Linked DNA regions of Hordeum vulgare: region 1 is linked to region 2. A link is a contact called in public Hi-C data. All regions are on one chromosome and are shown on one strand. The core of a region is the stretch at or near the end of the contact, and the rest is flanking DNA. Distances in the headings are between cores, read along the strand shown. Region 1 holds the start of LOC123449158. Region 2 holds the start of LOC123449155 (autophagy-related protein 9).

Region 1 (3,073 bases), core at 233-2,732, 410 kb after region 2:
TCCTGTGCAAAACCTCAGATAGCTCATTGGAAAGGGAACCCAATAGCTCTGGGTGCATCTTAGCCACCTTCCCTTCTAGGGAGACCACCTCTGCTCTGAGATCCCGGACTTGCTGCAAGACTGCCTGATGCGAGTCATCAATGTCAACATCTACATCCCCCTTAATCGTAAAGCTAGGCTCACCTTCCTCATTGATATCATAGATGTCTGGATCAAACTCAAATGTCCCCTTATGCCCAACTAATCTGTGAACAATCCGAGCACTGCCGTCAAGTGGCCCAGGCTCATGACCCGAGTGCACGGCGTAAAGCTTGAACACTGCAGTGCCCTCTTCTTGATATACAAAGCTCTTGTCTTTCTCGTTATAATTGGCTATGGGCACAATAGCCCTGATACGGAACCCACAGCCACACCTCTTGGATTGGTATGGCTCCCGCTTCAGCCCCCGTGGCTTCTTTGCCTCAGAGGCACTGGCTGAAGAGGATGCAGTATTCCCACTACTTGAGGTTGGCACTCCAGCACGATGACATGCATAATCCTTGACCTCCGCCATGAATGGCTTATACCTTATATACTTCTGCCTAATACAGAGGACCACCTTGTGCTTGGCAGCCAACTGCTGCAGACGGCGTGGCACATCGCGTGCAGGCACATCCAGCGTCTCCGTATATTCAAACCTGCGGCGCCGCTTGCCTCGTCCCGGCGATGAGATAGCAGAATCAGGCTGCCCAGCAGGTGCAGCCTTACAAACGGGGCAAGCAGCAACACATACCCTGACAAATGATTCAGGAATACCATAGAATTTGGCTCCCACAGTCCAGGCCTGCCTGATACGCTCAACGGTGTCCTTAAGGCCGAGGTGGCGGAGCAGGTCCGGGTCGGCGTGCGCCTCCGAGACTATGTCCCGCCACTGGCCGACATGGGAGACGCGCTGCGCGGGGTTGGACTTGAAGTGGAGATGCCGGCCGTCGGCCGAAGCGGCGAGCTTGTCCTGGATGCGCTTCCACGCGGTGAGGTAGGCAGTGTCCTCGTTCCGGTCCTTCCAGACCGCCCGCCACGAGGCGAGCACGGAGGGGGACGTGGCGGCGCGGACCTCGTCGGCGACGGCGGGGCGGCCGGCGAGGATGCAGCGCAGCATGAGCGCGTGCGAGGCGGCGGTGAAGGTGTAGAACTGCGAGGATATGTGCGGCGTCGGGTCGACGGGCGGCAGCGCGAGCGAGGAGGCGACGGCGCCCCCCGGGCTAGGGTTCGCGCCGCCGGGGATTTGGATCAGCGCCTCGTCGTCGGCGTCGACGTGGAGGAGGTAGCTGCAGGGGCTGGGGTCCGGGGAGCCGGGGTCCGGGTCCGGCGGGTGGTGGGATTTGAGGTAGGAGGAGGAGGAGGGGAGGAGGGGATTCATGGGGGAGACAGTGGGGGAAGGCGACGAGGAGGTCTTCGGCATATCCGCGGATTTTTTTTTATTTTCTGGGGGAATTCGTTTTCCTCTTCCGATTTCACTGCGCCTGCTGTTCGTTATATATCTGCCTCTAGTCTACGGTTGCTATGTATGGGCTGCGCGTCACCGATGCTGTTTGAGACTGTCTCACTGCCGGTGGGCCCTACCTTTGAACGCTTGAACTGGGCCTCTCTGTCAGTGCCTCCGGTGGGTTTGGTTAGAGTTTCTTTTGCTTTGGTACTGGCTCTGCTAGTCTGTTCGGAGAGGGACGACTCGTCTAACGTTACCATACGAACACTGCAGGTGGGCCATCCTCTGAGTCTCTCTACTCTCGCATGTGGTCTACCGGTATTTCGAGAAGCCTACTGGTGGGGCCGGTAGTTCTCTGGATTTTGGATTTTGTACGGTCGCTGTTCATTGGGTCCCATCTCATGACACATGTGTCGGCATCTAACGAGTAATGCTACGTCTATATGGAGGATTATGATTGGTAATAGGGGGGATGAAGGCCCCATCCGCACTGAAAATCAAGGTGGAAAAAAGAATTAGTTTGAAAGGTTAAGTAATTTTTTATAAGTCTTTATAGATCTAGCATTAGTGATTTCTAACGTTTATTGTTAAGATCCCAGGCCAAAACCTTTGCCAAATTCATTTTTTGTTGTATTTGGTATCGATGCCCTCTATTGCCCACGCGATGCCATGGCAAAAGGACATTGAAGCACGTGCTTGCTTTGATGTAAAATTAAGTTTTCACCCAAAGCAATAACCATGAATTATACTTCCCTTTAGTCCATCGTTTCCGGTAAGCATTTTGTTGCATGTTGTCAACGTTGGACTTTGCACGATAATGCTCTAAAGGTAATAATAAAATGGTTATTATTATATTTTTTTATTGATGGTAATCGTTTATTTTTCATACTAGAATTGTATTGATTGGAACTCAAATACATGTGTGGATGCATAGACTGTTCGAAACCACCCAGCGGATAACTCATGCACCTAGTCCTTCGGCTGGCCAACCCACTCATCAGGTCCTTCGGCGCATCTCACGAGCAGATCCTGGTCCTTCGCCCCAGCTCGCACGACGTGTGTCTCACCCTTGCATGCACGGCCTGGTCCTGGTCCTTCAGCCTCCATCGTTGTAACAACCATGATCTAGTAGCTCTCTCTCTCTAATCGAGTGTGCATATATATGTAACTATATCAAAGGAATATCAAGTGTGATTCATTCCTCAGTTTGGTATCAGACGTCGAGCCCCTTCGGTCCTCTCCTTGCCTCCGCCATGCATCAGCTCCTTCGCCGCACCCGCTCGGCAGAGCTCGACGCCCCGGCGTCCAACCCCTTCGCCCCCGTCTCACTCGCCTCCGCGTAGCCTGCTGTGGCCGCGCCGCGGCCACCTCCTCCCGCCGCCGCTCCTGTGCCCCGCCGCGCCTCTCCCGCCGAGCTGGGCAAGACGGCCGCCCACGACGAGGACCCAGCTTCGTCTTCGTCTACACCGGCCCCCGTTGTGACTCCGACCGTCGTCGGGTCCTCCGCACCGTTGACAGTGCCACCGTCCCTCGCCTCATGTTGGGCATCCCAGACCGCGACCTCGTTCCATCCCTCGGCCTTGGCGACTCCAACACCGGCCCCTCTTC
Region 2 (3,125 bases), core at 233-2,732:
CCGTCCTGCCATGGCCACCGAAGAAACCCCGATGGGATGTATACGTGCTGCCCTTCCCGACTTCAACGAAGGAAAGCCTTTCTTTGATCGCTTAGGAACCCTAGTCCCTGGCGGCACGAGATGAGTCTCGTGCTCTACGACGATACTGCATGGCTGGGCAACGACGATAGCATGGGCTTCGGCCTCGTCCAAAGACCCGAGTGCTACATCGGTATCGCATGGAGGAACTTCGACATGGGCTTGGACTCCATCCTGGGCCACATACCCAGGTTCCACGAAACCCAAACCTGAAAGTGTCTCCTCAGGCCCGCAAACGACGCCAAGGAGTTCAAAAAATTTCTCCTGGAATCACACACTGATGGATCCATCGCCGTGGCCGGCGGCGGCCGAGCGGCGTTGCATCATTTCTTCTTCTTTTGTTGACATGATTCCAGCAGTTTTGATTGAAGAAATCTGAAAGAGTATAAGGCTGGAGATTTACCTTAGGGATCGGGTCGATCCATGGTTTAACCCCCTTAGCCGTTCCCATCTTCTTCTTCACCATTTGAATGTCCGATGCAAACTTGCAACCATGAATGACCGTAGCCGACATCATCAAGTTGGGGTTGTACCTCGCGTGATCATCAAATGAAGGGTTGTCCATCTCTTCCCCATCTTCATCTTCGTCACTCTGGTCAACCAAGACCCAAAAACGACCTCCAACCCGAGTAGATTTGGTGGTAAGATCACATACCGTGGCCGGCTCGCTGTCGATCTTTCTCGGTGACCATGGACTCCGCACGGACACAAGGAATCCATCTATCTCCAGCTCGTCCCCCTCCTTGGGGATCTCGTGTTGTTGCAGATATGTTCCTGCCAAGATGTCATGTTCATCATCTCTCACCGTAATCCAGCGCGAATCCTGGTGAAGGTAGATGAATCCTCGACGTCCGGTTCTTGAAACCAGAGCTTTGTCCACGTAGGAGATCTCCAATCGACGATGAGATCCCATCAGCGGTAGAAAGGAGAGATGCCGCAGACAGATCCGTCCCGTTCTCCTCGCAACGCCCCCTGCCGGCGGCGATCTCACAGATCGCCTAGCCGATCGCCTCGGGCGGCATCGCCTCTCCACGTCCCGTGCTTATTTTTGAATGAATCGATATTATACGGGATCTGCTAGAGATGCTCTTAGATTTGGATGAGCAACCCAAGGTTCTTTCTTCAGATGGGGACGTCATTCTTGTGCACGCCTTGCATTACCGTTCCCCTCTGCAATTTCTTCTGCATTCTTGTACACCAATCTTCTTCTTCCTGTCAGTGAATGATACCCGAGCCGTTGCGTATATCGAAAAAAAAAAGAAACACCAGACCGTCAATCATCTGTACGCAAGCCATTACTACGGTTCCCAAATCAAGTCGGCGACCAGCGCGACGGGCGACGCAGAGAGGCAAAGGGAAAACCCCGGATAAAGGAAACGAACAAATTATTATCCCCTTCCCGTACGATTCCTTCCATCCCTCGATCCCGTCACGTCTCTTCTCCCGAAACGCACCGCCTCCGTCTCCCTCTCCTCGTCTCCTCCCCCGTGCGTCCGATTCCCCTTCCCAACCAGACGAGCCGCAGTCCACCGCAAGTCACCTCCTCCCGCGAAACCCTCGCCCCGCCGCCGCCTCCTCCTCCTCACGCAACCCGCCCTTCGTCCCGCCGGCGCGCCGGCGCCCGCCGGTGCCCATCAGGTCGGTGCTGGACCCCGCCCCTCCCTCCCTTCCTCCCTTCCTCTTATCCGCTCACGACTCTTTTTCTATTTATTTATTTATTTTATTACGATTTATTTTGAGATGAAACCGAGCTCTGGCAAACCAGTTGATCTAGGTTTGGGTGTTTGCTGTTGGCCGGATGAGAGCTGTAGTGGTTGTTATGGCCATGCTTTATATGGTGGTACGGGCGATGGCTTTAGGGATTTTGCTACAAGTTAGCTCAAACGTGTTGTTTAGCTGCCGCCCTTGAGGCGCAGAGCACCGGATTGCTCCGCGTGACGACAACACAGAAGATGTGGAGGGAGATAGTCCGATTACGCCGGGCCTCTTGGCGGCGTGGTTGATTGATCAGTACGAAGGAACTTGATATGATTTAAGCTTAACATTGGTTAGTTTGATCCGCGCCTAACTGTTTGCTGCTTTTATGTTCACTGTATTTGCAATGATTTTCCAATCTACTTGCCTTATTAAGCTTGTTCAGAACTTGCCCTTGGGTATGTCCAGGTGGGAAAATATTGCTTGCGCATGACATCACTTCAGTTTCTTATACCTGCAGCCTGTAGATCTTCAGGAGCCTGGTGTTACTCAAAATGTGAGTCATTAACATCCTCTTCGTTCTCTTTATAGGTCATTTCCTGTGGCATGGCAAGGATTCCAATTGGCATTGGCTTTTCTTTCCATGAATGATGTCCTTCCCTTCGAAGGACACAAATTCACAAACAGTATTTAAGTGGCCTTGGAGAAGAGAATCGCCATTATCAGCACAACTGCTCATTGATATTCCACCTGAAATTGAGTTGTCGGACTACCGAAGGTTGCCAAGTTCTGGAAGCGAGAGCCCGTCTGGACTTCTCCATGGTGAAGGCGTCAAGGAAGAACCAATCCCTGACCTGGATATTTTCTTTGAAAGGCTTTATGAATATTTCTGCGCAAAAGGACTAAGGTGTATCGTTACCAAATGGATAATCGAGATTCTTAATGTACTGTTTACGGTATGCTGTATTGGGTTCTTCTTCTTATATGTTGATTGGAATGCCATCGGCCACTTGAAATGTGGTGTGGAGGCACTTGAGTCTGGAGAAAAACCATGTGATCTGATGGAAGCCATCAAGCATAATCCATTGGTACCCTTTACATTTCCTAAAATGGTCACTGTTGGATCGATGGTTATATTGGTAACATATGGACTTATCAACTTCCTCAAGTTCTTTGTACAACTGAAAAGTACACTAAATGCACGTGACTTCTACTATAATAGGTAATATTCAGCTTACTGCACATGCATGCATGTGTGTGTGTGTGTGTGTTAGCCCACAACAATTAATAATTTCACCCTTGTTCATTTTTGTTTTGTGTAGTCTTAAGATTACAGATCTCGAGATCCAGAC

Evidence for each region. A called contact is a pair of places that touch in the nucleus more often than the background predicts.
Region 1: a contact with region 2 is called in a Hi-C map of leaf, with 5 times the contacts expected there. The contact joins the promoter of LOC123449158 here to the promoter of LOC123449155 in region 2. A contact is called at or near these places in 5 of 6 Hi-C or Micro-C datasets (leaf, seedling and an unstated tissue) and 1 of 1 datasets of contacts at active chromatin or transcription factors (embryo).

The regions. Positions count from the first base shown.
Region 1 is chr4H:502,543,595-502,546,667 of MorexV3_pseudomolecules_assembly, forward strand. LOC123449158 reads right to left here and starts at 1,483. Exons shown (of 1, transcript XM_045126263.1): 1 at 1-1,483. The coding sequence starts at 1,441.
Region 2 is chr4H:502,132,596-502,135,720 of MorexV3_pseudomolecules_assembly, forward strand. It overlaps LOC123449155 (autophagy-related protein 9), which reads left to right and starts at 1,483. Exons shown (of 10, transcript XM_045126261.1): 1 at 1,483-1,716; 2 at 2,365-2,995; 3 at 3,096-3,125. The coding sequence starts at 2,421.